Regions from separate parts of the Columba livia genome. Here region 2 is linked to region 1. A link is a contact called in public Hi-C data. All regions are on one chromosome and are shown on one strand. Each heading gives the region's core, a stretch centred on a gene start, on an enhancer-like site or on the middle of the called end of the contact. The rest is flanking DNA. Distances are from core to core; before and after follow the strand shown.

What was found. A called contact is a pair of places that touch in the nucleus more often than the background predicts.
Region 2: a contact with region 1 is called in a Hi-C map of liver, with 2.9 times the contacts expected there. The contact joins the promoter of EVI5 here to the enhancer-like site in region 1. A contact is called at or near these places in 2 of 2 Hi-C or Micro-C datasets (crop and liver).

What each region holds. Positions count from the first base shown.
Region 1 is chr8:24,380,728-24,387,294 of bColLiv1.pat.W.v2, reverse strand. It overlaps TMED5 (transmembrane p24 trafficking protein 5), which reads right to left. Exons shown (of 4, transcript XM_065071162.1): 4 at 3,764-6,567. Among named protein-coding and RNA genes, the nearest start is that of TMED5, 9.4 kb to the right of the region's middle. Within about 2 kb of position 4,429, at least 2 of the 3 cell types and tissues checked have an H3K27ac peak away from gene starts, as active enhancers do.
Region 2 is chr8:24,427,933-24,433,775 of bColLiv1.pat.W.v2, reverse strand. EVI5 (ecotropic viral integration site 5) reads right to left here and starts at 4,019. Exons shown (of 23, transcript XM_065071130.1): 1 at 3,682-4,019. The coding sequence starts at 3,735. It overlaps MTF2 (metal response element binding transcription factor 2), which reads left to right and starts at 4,128. Exons shown (of 16, transcript XM_065071156.1): 1 at 4,128-4,289.

The DNA.
Region 1 (6,567 bases), core at 3,180-5,679:
CTAATTAATAGCTCTATCTTTCTCTAAATAAAGTTTGTCATTTTATAAGCACCATTTCAAAGTACTTCATTTGTGCTCTGCCATTCCCTAATGAATATTCACAATACTGTTGCTATTATTGCTTTCACTCCTGTCATTATCCAGTGCAATAGTTACTGTTTTGCTGTGTACATGTTCATGAGCACTAATCAGGTTGCCTACTTGGTTTTTTGCTTGCTTGCTCTAACTCAGTATTTGTAACTGCACGAATTGTTTGCATGATAGCAGAGATGGAAAAGCACTGAGATAGTAAAATCCTAGAGAATGATAAGCAATGGTTGGAAATTCAGGGGAAGGGAAATAATGAATGATTGGGAAGGTTTTCAGGCTGTAAGATGTTAAGATATATTCATAGTGGCAGCAGGAGGAAAAGGTGAGCTTAAAAAGGGTGAGACTATAAGGTAAAACTAAGAATTGATTAAGATAACAATGGAGGATTTCCTTTATTAGGGAAAGTACTGCTTGTTTTACAAAATCCACACTCAGAACTCTCCTTTCTGACAAGCTGGCTAGGGAGACTGACTGGCTTGTTGCAGAAAAGTAGGTATATATAAATATATGTAATGTGTGTACTTGCGTGTAGCAATACACAAGTCCAAGTAATACAATGAGAAACATCTTGGATGTATTTATTTACAATGGAAATTATTAGTTTTTAAGGAAGTTTAAATGGGCTATGAAATGTTCATTAAAAACAGCTTTTGGGCTGTAAAATATATATATAATTTGCTAATTCGATCATTGCCTTCTTTCCTCCCGTGCATTTTCTTCTGTGGTAATGAGCGAAGGTATGCTAGGTGCTTACCTGCATCCCAGTCGTTCAGAGGTAAGTGCTGAAGCTTTAGAACTCCTGCTTGTTCAGCCGCTTGGCCCCTGAGCCAACAACTTCTTCCCCGTCTTGTGGTGCCAGCTTGTGGGAGAGCAGTGACGGGGAAGAATGGTGTCAGGAGAGGCAGCATCACTTCTGGGGTCTGGGTCTGCCTTCTTCCTGTCCAGAGAATGTGATCAAGAGTCTTCTCAGTAACTGTTTGGAACTGGGATTGCTGGAATTGACAGAAGCTTTTGGTATGGACTGTCTTATGTATCTTTCAACTTAAGACTTTGATATTTACCACTCCCTGAAATCCTCCAGCATAATAGAAAAATGTCCTTAATCAAATGGTTAATGTCAGGTCCTTTAACATAATGTCAAAGATACAGACTACAAATACGTGCTTTTAGAACTCTTCTTGGCAGCTCTATCCCTTCCTTAAACACCTGTGTTCCAATTTGGCAGGTAGCAGATGGAGAATGAAGGAGGATATCTTGTTTCTAGAAACTCGTCATGCTCTAAGGGAAGAAAGGGACTTCTGAGCTGGGTCAGTTCCAAATCTCATTAACTGTCCTTAACTATAGCAATTGAAAGCATGAGAGAAGATGATGCTGTTCAGGTGCTTCTGGTGAAAGTTCAGCAGTCTAGGTGTGTTTACTATTTTATTTTATTTTTTTTTTACCATTTTATTTGTCTTTATCTGTGACAAAAATCAACAGGTACCCAAAGTAAACTGTTGGTTTTGAAAACAAAATCATAAAATAAGGCATATAGCTTTTGATTTGCTCTGCAAGAATTTATGAATGTGGTGCTTTCTCCCGTCTGTGGTGGCATTCCTCCTGTCCAAATAGTGAGTTCCTGTGGTAGGGTATTACTGCAGCAAGGAGAAAGCATGGGAAAGGAAGGGGTTAACATAAGCCATTTCTCAGCAGTAACTAAAGCTGCATGTTTCCTGCCTGTGCCAAAAGTTGGTAAGTTTTGACATTAAACAATCTCAAAGAGAATTGTTCTTGTAGGGAAGGCACAGGAACTGTTAGTTTTTAAAGGCATCAGATATAGCTCAATCTACTTGGTCCCAGGCTGCCTTAAGTAACTGTTGGGGATAATGAGTCTTAGGACAGATTGCCACATAAGTATTTATTTTAAAAATACTCAGGAAAGGGAAAAAACTGTAACTGCTGTGGCTGATGGAGTAAGATTTTTAATGTAGTGGTGCCGCCGTACCACGTGGTCCTGTACTCCTGGGATGGTGCTGCAACCCGCCAAAGGAGCTGAGTGAACAGGCAGTGCTGCTCCGCGGGCACGGGAGGTGCTGCCGTGGGCTCGGGCCAGTCCGAGGTGCCTGTGGTGTGGTGTCTGTAGAAGGTAAGGCAGATGGTGTCTCCTGTCACGGTTGAGGGACCAAGAAAGGGAACTTCTGCAGGTGTTTCTGATGTCTGTCCAAAATGGCTTTGGAGAGTTTTCACTGCATGTGTACCTTTTCAAGTCAATCCACTGTTTCTTCTACCATTAATTACACAATCTGGCAGCATAACATTGTACCTTAGTATTTTATTTTATCTACTTCATACACAGTACAAGAAGGAAGTTCCTGTTTCATTATTGGAACAATGTAGTTTGCAGGCTTCCGGGCCAGCCCAGGTTTCTCAGAAGTCTGATGAAATGGTAAACAAGCTTGGATTTGTCATGTGCATTAGTCGATAAAGCTGGAAAAACTGCTCCAAACTTCTGAGCTTTCAGTCTCAGGATCTTCCATATTCTCTTAAGAAGAACGTGAAATTATTACATATTAGTAATCATAGTAACAGCATTCTTAATTGCTAGAGTTTGATATTCTGTGATACTAGTTTCCTGTTTTCCTTCTGTTTTTCCCTATGTTTTTAATGTGTTTGCTATACCAAATCAGAAATGAAAATACATTGTGAAATTGCTTCTTTAGAGGAGAAAAATGTAAGAATTACTGGAAGCATTCAACAGGTCAACAGATGGTCTTGATATGTTATTCTAACTTGTATACATGTTTGTGCATTTCCAACTAACAGTGGTACGTAAGTCGCATGAAACTATGAGAAGAGTTTTACAAATTTATTTTTCAGCAGCAAACATCAGCGGATAAAGTAACTTCTGTAAAATCCTTTCTAGAAAGAGTTTGTGAGGACAGATGCCCACTGGGTTAGAGCAGTGAAGTGTTTTTGGAGCTCAGTCATTACTTGCTGCTGTCCTTCTGTGGTATGACAAGTTTACAAATTCCCTTAATCTGTTCCTTGGGATACTTTACTTTTGTGGTTTTTTTGAGGTGAGAAACTTTGGACTTTTAGTTACTAACAAGTAACACTCACCTAGACAAACAGTTTCCCAAAGTTACAGGTGCTGATTGAATACCAAACTATCTTGATTTAGGCTGGCCTGAGAGTCTTACTGTCTCTTGTTTTGAATGCAGAACTCTACAAGTCTCAGTAATATTATTGACCGCCACAATAATTCTGTTCAAGACAGTACCTGCTATCCCTTCTGGAACTGTTCCTAATCTTATGGTCTGCCTAACTGGGAGCTATGCTGTTCTGCTTAATAAGCTGCAGGTGCCATATGGAATAGAAGTATTAAGGTGCAAATATTGGGGGGAAAAAGTAAGGTTTGTACCTGCCATGCATCTGGTAACTGCAAAACTAAGTGTATTTTCTGTTACAAAGATTGGAGGTTGGTGTCATTCTGATCTGACACCTATGTAAATCTTCAGTTATTTGCACTGATAAAGTTGATTTTTGGGTTACAGTAAGAACAGGATTTGAATGCTGCGTGAGGAAGAAATTTAAAAGCTGCATTACTATAAGTGTGTGTTAGCTTAGTATCCTTGATCTTTTGCAGCATTCATAGACAAAACATTCTTCCTTTGTTATAAAATAAACACAAACACAGGTTTGAACTTTATTTATTGAAAATTTCAGTTTTGCATAATTTTATTCAACACCTGCAAGTCTTAAAACATTCAATTTTGAATAAAAAGTCCATTAAGAAAAAAGTATATTCTCCTCTGTAAATTTTATACAATCAAAAACAATCTACTCTTCAAAATCCTAATGTAATTTTATTTAACTGCAAGTTGAAATGCCAAATTGTTCACCTTTTATAAACATATTCCAGCTGCCAAAGTCAAAGCACAGTTAGCCTTCTAGTTATTCCATTTCATTTTCTGTAAAGAACCTTGAATGGGGAGAAAATACAGAGCTCTTGGTTGCAAAATAATAATTTCTTCCAGATGAACTCCGCTGCCAATTGTTTTGTTATTTTGCTTCTAGCAGAGCCTGCTATGTGTAATCCGAGAAACCGCTGCAGTTCAGTCTTGTGTCTTTGATCAGAAGTCTGCATTCATTAGCAGCTTAAGCTAATACCCCAGGCTGTTTCGCCACCGGATTTATAACCGCAGTCAGGGGGCCAGCAGAGCAGCTGGGGAACCGAATCCCCTGAGGTGCCCTTGCAAGACTTGGCAGAGCTCACCTACTGGAGGTCTAAGCTGCAATCTAGTTGCTTTGCTGTGAGAGGTAGATGTCTTAGTGGCAGCTTCACAGAGCTGGTTCAGCATTTTGCAGATGGTTTGTGGCATCACGCTCATGGTGGTGCAAGGGAAGATCGCTCTCCTCTTTCTTCTAGCGAATAGGGCGCAGCCCTAAGAATCTTATTTGCCTGTCCTGAAGGAACCTGATCAAAACCTTGCAAGTAGACTTCGGTAAGCTTTGGCTTATTGCCCTCATGTAGATATGTGGTATATTGGTACTGGGAGATGTCCAGGGAAATGGCAGAAAAATATTATTTGCCGCTCTAGCAGGAAGAATTGACTTTTCCTAGACTTGTCCTGATCACAGACATAAGCTTTCTAGTTCCAGGCATTTCAGTATTGAAAGCAGCATGTGGAAAAATACCCAGAACCGTAAAGAGAAACAATCTTACTTTGGACAAAGCTTTGCTGAAGAGAAAAAAAAAAAAGGTAGCTCAACTGCCTTTGAGCATTCAGAGCCCTCTTTAACAAATTCTGTGAGGAATAACACTTCCGCTTATAAAAACTATTTAGAAATATTATTGCTATGTCCCATTGTCTGAAGTTAAAGCTGAAGTGCTGTTGCTATGTACTGTAGCACTTGCTAGCATCTGCTTCACTTGAACAAAGTGTTTCTTCATGCAGCTATTGACCCTGTTTTATCTCCGAAAAATCATTTTTAATCACAGAAAGTCTCAAAGCTGTAATTCTGCTGTTCATACCCAGATGACCCAATGACTGGCAGAACACTAATACATATACTTTTTTTAAAAAAAGTGTGGTTTTTTTTTTAAAGCAAGTATTTTTTTTTTTGTAATGTGACAAAATGTAGTTTAACACATTTATACAGGAAATGTCAGTGACTTGGCACATTGTAAAAATGACTAACTTTGAACTAGTAAAAAAAGTTAATTCTTGCACACTGGGGTTTTGGCAAAAGTTCTCTTGGCAAAAATAGCCTCACTACACTCTTAAAAGCCACTTTGTCTAGAAATCACAAATTGCTGATCTGAGGATAAGCTTTGCTTAGTTAAGTGATATTACATACTCAGTTGAGCTTAAAATTTGAAGCTTGTATTTATTGTTCATGTAATTCATGCCTTACTCATATAAAGAGCCAGACAGGAAAATACTGCACTGTACTTGCACAGCTCAAAGACTTACGAGGGACAGCAAAAAGGGAAAGTTTAGGTGAACAGCTTTGGTTTTTCATGCCTGTGTAAGTCACCCTATTAACTGCTACGTTAGTCATTGATGTAGTAGACAAAAACAAAAAATAAGTTGGCAAATAAGAGGGATTTTGAGCTTACAAAAATTAATGTGCTGATAATGTTTTCACATACTGTGACACCCCCCCTTTAAGAAAGGGAAAGAATAATATGGAAATCAGTTATTGGAAAATTATCTATTACATGAGGTTACAGTAACTAAAAGTTTGCAAAGCATAATTCAAGGTCTGTGTGCATTTGTGTATCATATGGTCACTGTCTCTTGAATCTCATGTGACAGTCAAAAAGGAAAATAGGGCTGTTCAACTACAGGACAGAAAGATTTATGAACAGGAATTGCACCTATTTTCTCCAATTCTTTTCAACGCTGACTCTATCACATTGACTGTGCTTATTTAAAGTGCTAATGTTAGTCATCCATATATAAAGAGAGTTGTCATTTTGTTCTTACATGTTAGCCCAGTGTTTCTCCATGATGCCATACAACAAAAGCTGAGGATTTTTAAGATCATGTAACTTTGAGGATAAATGACAGTAACTACAGACCACCCCTGTAAACACTTAGGCACATATGCCAATTCACTCAATGTTTAACAAATAAACCAATGTCTAAGTTACCATTTGAAGTCTTATGTGAACATGAAAAAAAGGCGGTATTAACATTACCTTGCATATGCACCAAGCATCCTGTGCACTTTGCAGAAGTTAGTCATTAACAAATGCTACAAGTACAAAAAAACAGTTAGTAGCACTTGCAAAAATGGAAGAGCTTGGGGGCAAGTCCTTCTGTTCATGTTAAGAAAACCCCCAAAATAACTAAAAAGCCCACCATGAATTGAAAACCTGATGTCTACTGCCTGTTCAAAACAATCTGAAAGGTCATGTTTTCATTTTTTTTCTTTACTGTGGTAGTTTATTGCTTCCCCTCTCCCATTATATTATGGTCATACCAAATG
Region 2 (5,843 bases), core at 2,770-5,269, 47 kb before region 1:
GGTTAAAAAATTATCGAAAAAGGAAGAAAGTGTCCAAAACCAGGAAACACAATTTCTCTTTTCTGCTCCACTCTTCCATTGAGACTTTTAAATATGAGCCAGGGAAAGCAAGAATGAAGGAAAGTGCTCGTAATGCTTAAAAGCATATTACAGAGTCGACTTCTTCCATCACTTGTATATTCTACTAAGTCATGTGCATTGAATAATAATTAGACATTCATCCCCTGGCACAGTATTGGAAAGCCACTTCTGGCAAAACTCAAGCCTGGACACACTCCAAAGCATATGGAGAGCAGTGGATCAAAATGCAACATTACTTGCCAGTTTTTGGTAAGCGTACTTATTATTTAAAACATTTTTACGGTTAAAGAGTATGAAAGTGTTTCTTTGTTTAATAGTACAGAGAGCTTAATTCTGCAAAGTATTCCACATAACCACAGTGCACTAATCTCCAAATCAGAGTTGCTCAGATAAAAACACTGTTGGCTGATCACGTTAGTGACCCTGTTTTGTTCTTTATTCAGGTTGGTTTATGATTCATAGGATGTATTTCATGTATGCTGACATGATGTTCTTGAATATTATCCCACATTGTCTTGGATGCCAGGTACTGGACACATTCACATTTTTAAGAGCAGAGAGCACATGCTTAGGATTATGCTAGTATCTTGAATTATTTGTATCCTGAGTAATCAAGCTGAGTAAACAGAGTTGCAGATACAGTTTGAAATAAGATAATTACTAAAATGGAAAACAGGATGTTTCCCCTTAAAAGATTAAGGGGAAAAAAAAGTATTAAAATCTTAGAGGAAAGACGTGATTTGGGAAGTTTCTGTTATGCAGGGCTTTAAAATTTGTTTATTCTTTTGCCCTTCAAAGACAGTCTCTTGTACATTACTGAAGTCAATGGGACATCTCTAAAGAGTCTGCAAACTTGATCCAGAATCTCTAGAGGCCACAAAGCTTCCAAGCATGCAGGTGTTCTTTACATGATTATTGTCACATATGATCCTGTCGGCTGGCCCTCAGCCTCACAATGCAATTGCTAACAACAGCCCCCCTTGTAAAACACAAATCAAATCCCGACAGTGTTATTCACCCAACTGTAAATTCTTATAAATACAACTAGAGATTTTTTTGTGGCATTTAGTAGTGTTCAAAAGTTTGTCAGGCTTGAGAGGGTTTTGTTATTTTATTTGGTTTACTATTGTTATATGATTTGCAGTCTAAGCAATGGGAAAAAATTGTATTTCAGAGTTACTGTTTTGTGGAAAAACTTCAACATTGTCTCTGTGGGTCCCTAACCACTAGGTTTTTAGCTAAAGTAAGATATCTAAGAGTTCGCCCTGCTCCTTCTACATGAGCTGACACTTGACAGCACATCCTTCTTAGCAAGAAAGATCAACTGATTACCCATGGATCTATCATTCTGCATAAAGAACATGTAAAATAATAGAACATTTGCCATAGAGTACCAGTTGCAAACCAATGCAGAGCATCCTGCTCCTCCTACAGCAGGAAAGCTAGAGCAGGTATTAAGTTCTGTCTTGCAGAACCTTGATGTTCTATCAACTCACTTCACAACAAAGTTTCCTAAAAGTCTGCAACACATTTGGAAGTCACTCAGCATACATTCCGCTGCACAACTGTCTTCCCTTGTTGTGCTACTTGAAATACTGGACAGCAATATGACACAAATCTTTCCATCCTGCTCGTAGCTACATTTCAGTGAGTTAAAGTCTAGCACTTAGAGAGCATTGGCTTATTTGGAGACAAATCTCAATAAAGCACTCAGCAATTCATATAAGGGGTGTTACAAAAATATGGACTCAATTTCAAAGCTACAGTGATTTCAAACTGGGTCAATTTATTTGAAACACCCTGTAGTTAAACCACAACTACATTTGTCACGTACCAACAGCAACATGCAGTGACAAGCCAATATATTGATAGCTTGCTACCATTCTATAGATGCATCAAATATCAACACAGATTCACTGCCTAACACACAAAAATATGTTAGTGTTCACAAAGCCACTATTGGACCTCCTACACCAAATCTGGTAGGATACTTAAATGCAGTTTCCAGTACAAGAAAGCATAGTTAGAAATAGTTTTTAATCTGCTATAGGAACTAATATTTAACTTCTTTGGCTTTTCTAATAAATGATCTTGCTGTCCTCCTGTTTCTCAGCAGATTTTAAAATAACATGTTTTGCTTTAAAGGCCTTCAAGTAAAAGTTGAGAAGAAGAATGGAAAAAAATGCTATCAGACATCACCATATAGTGATCAGTAAGAGACCTACCAATGCAAAGGATGCAGACAAGTCTGAGAATCCTAATTTGGAAGGTAGCATATAGATCATGAATTCACTTTAATTTGTATCAGAGGTTTTCTCCTATGGTAATCCCAATGCTGTACACGCGTCTACTTCAGTGAATAGCTTAAGAGCAATCTTTTCTGGTCTAAAAATCGAGTGATACTGACCTAGGTTTGCAGATACATACCAGAAAATAAATATTTAAGAGGGTAAGATTATACACTTAAGAAGTGCACATCCCATTTCAGGTACTTCCAAAAAGACAGTAAGATTGGAAAAGTTCCAGACAAGGAGGAATTAAAACATCTGAGACCTTAAAACGCATCAGGATTAAGTTTACATTTTTTAACCCAAAAATCTCAAAGCATTTAATAAGATATCAACAGATGATGAATATATAAATAGCATATATAATAAAATGAAATATTTATCTCTTCCAACTCAACAAATACTCCTTTTTAGTTACAATTTAATTAAAACATAATGTAACAGATAAAAAGGAACCCTAGAGAATAACCCTCCATGTACCATAAGGTTATGATGTACTGGCATTTCACAGTGGAACTTCCTGCTACATGACAGCCACCGTACTTTCAACCAAAACATCCTCACGCACATCGCTTAAGTAATACAAACATGTACCTCTACATGTAAATACAGAAGTGTTCCTACCAACGCACAAACAAACGCATGGAGCAACTAACTACCGGACGGCAAACGAAAAGTGCCCGAGGTTAATTCTTTTAGGTTACGTGAAAAGGCGAGTCTGCTCCTGCCAGCTCTGGTCCACCCTCTGACTGGAGGGATGCCCACAGCACTGGCGATGGCTGTAAGGAGGGACATGTGGAGAAAAGCACGAGGGCTCCTGCGGGCCGGCAGCACCCGGGTGCAGCTGCTCAACCGAGTCCTGCGAGCCCGCGCGGGCCGAGGCAGCGGGCGGGCTCCGCGTAACAGGTCCTGCCGGCCGCTCCGCCGAGCTCGCTGCGCCCCAGGGGCGGCAAGAGAGGCCCGATCCGACCGGCGGCGTGGGCAGCAACAAGCACCGCGTCCCCGGGGCTGCCCGACACCTGCTCCCGTGCCCCAAGACCCGCTGCCAAGGAGCTCGGCGGCCGCGGCAAGTGCCCCATCCCCGGTGCCGCGACCCGCCAAGCCGCCGAGCAGCAGCGCAGCCGAGCCCCGTCCGCCGCCAGGCGCCGGCGGGAGGGAACGGCGCCCGCGCCCGGCCGGGAGAAGCGGCGAGCCCTGCGGGGGGCGCCCGCTCCTGAGGTAACTTTGCGGAGGGGGAGAGCGGGGAGGGAAGGGTGCTGGCACCGGCCTGCCTAGCTCGCCCGCCGCGGGGGACGGCCCGCTGCCGGCCTACCTGCGCGTAGTGGGGTTTCCTGAGCCAGGCCCCCGGAAAGAGCCGCCTCGCCATGGCAATCACACATCCCCGCAGCGGGGGGCGATGGGAGGCGGAGCGAGGAAGGATCGCTTCCCCGCCTGCCGCTGCAGCCGTGCCGCCGGCTTGGCACGGCACACGGGCGGCGGCAGAGAGGGAAGAGAGAGCGAGCGCGGCGGCGGCCGCCGGTGCCTGAGGGAGGGCGGGCACCGGGCGACAGCAGCTGTCAGCGGGCAAAACGCGCGGGCAGCTGCCGCCCCCGCGGACGCAGGAACCCGCCCGCTCCGCCACCCGCTGCTTGAAGGGGTGGGTCGCAGCCGCTCTGAGGGAGCGAGGCAGGGCTGAGGGGGAGGGGGCGGAGCCAGGAGACGCCCCGCCCTGTCAAACACGACGGGGCGGGGGCTCTCATGGCTCCGCCCCCTCCCCTCAGCGGCGTCGAACCGTCGGGGCTGTCTCGGTCGCTTTTCCCGCCCTCTGCCCGTGAGGGACGGGAGCGGGGCTGGTGCAGCCCAGAGTCACCTCCGAATTCACCTCGGCGCTCATGTCTGCCAGAAACTTCTGGGAACCTGTCTGGGGACAATTATGAAGAGGTCAGTAAATAAATAACGTGTCTCATTGATTGCAAACAGGCTCCTGTCATTTACTGGACAGGGTATTAAAAACAGCTGAAGGCCTGTTACAGTCTAAAAAAAGAGTACTTCCTCCAAAATAAAGAGGGAGCGTTTGCCTGGGCCCTCATTAACATAGACTAGGAACATCAGTCTCACAAAGCAGGGAAAAAAAAAAATATCAATTTTTCCTTCATCACAGGATCATCAATGCTTCACATACTGCCAGAAGTCCCAGTCCAGTTGAAATTAGTGGGAACACTTTTCATTTCAAGTAAAATTGTCCTTTCTTATGTCAAGTTTGATTTTTTGCTCTGTCTTCATGTGTTTATGATGTGGTCATGACCTCCTTTAATGCAATGTGTTTAGCAGAGTCAAAGTCAAAAGCCAGGTCTCCTGTTAGGATGCTTTTTGGCAGTGAGACTTTGGGCAAAGAGATTATGCCATGGTGTAGAGATAAAGGTAGTGAGGAGATGAACATAACATGTAATGGCTTTTGGCATTCAGTATACTTACCAAAGAAGGCTGCTTTCATGAACAGACTGGTCACAAAAATACTACTGTAAGAAGAAGTTCTTTTGGCAGGGCTTACTCGTAAGGAAAGTTCTGTATCTGGAAACCAAATGTTAGGTGCTCACAAGGTATTAAAACTCTGCAGAATGTAGAGAGGCTTGTGCTTTAAGATTCAAGAACAGTCTGCAACTGCTTTTTGAATAATATCACTGCCAGAGTCACTCTGAAGGATGAATCTGAAAATAAATTAGTAAGATTTGGCACTCCTGTAAAAGCAATCCTGGCTGCAATACAGCCAGCGGCTCTCACAGTGAGGCTGTTTTCTTCTCTTCCTATTCAGGCAGGCCCAGATGGCCGCGCTTTCTGCATCACCTCCCTCTTCAGTTCAGTGGTTTGCACAAGTTCAGCTAGATTACGGGCACGCAACGGAAAGGCAACGTGAGAGGGGACTACAGAACAAATATTTAAACATTTTGCTGAATAATTTCAAGTCATTACTTCATCCAGTGCTCTATGCCAACCCTTGGAATGACAGACTGGGAGTAATGGTGAAATGTGGGTTTCCCATATGGCAGGCAGGGATCTAAATGTTTCATTCCTGTTATGTCTGGATCCAAAGAGTTCCTAGCATATGTTCATTAGGGAATGTATTTTTCACTTAGTACATGAGATCTTTGTCATCTGTGAGAGCAGGTGCTTTATTCCAGCACCAAACTATTTAGTTATTTTGAAGCACTCTTTTTGCCCAGGTTTTGCTAAATGCTAAAATGGAAGGTCATTTCAGCCTTTTACAGATACCTGTTAAACAGAGAATTCGCAGGTAAGCCTCAGAAGAGGCAATTCCCATGAAAACCTAGGCCACATAAACCAGAATAGTAACAGAAAAGGTGTAGCATGCACTGACTTGGCATTCAGTGGGTGTGCAGAACCAAAAGAATATTCTAAAGACCAGGGGCAGATGCAGAAAAGCAGCAGAGGTAGAACATAAATCATACTGATGTGTTATTTAGAGTACAGCTTTTC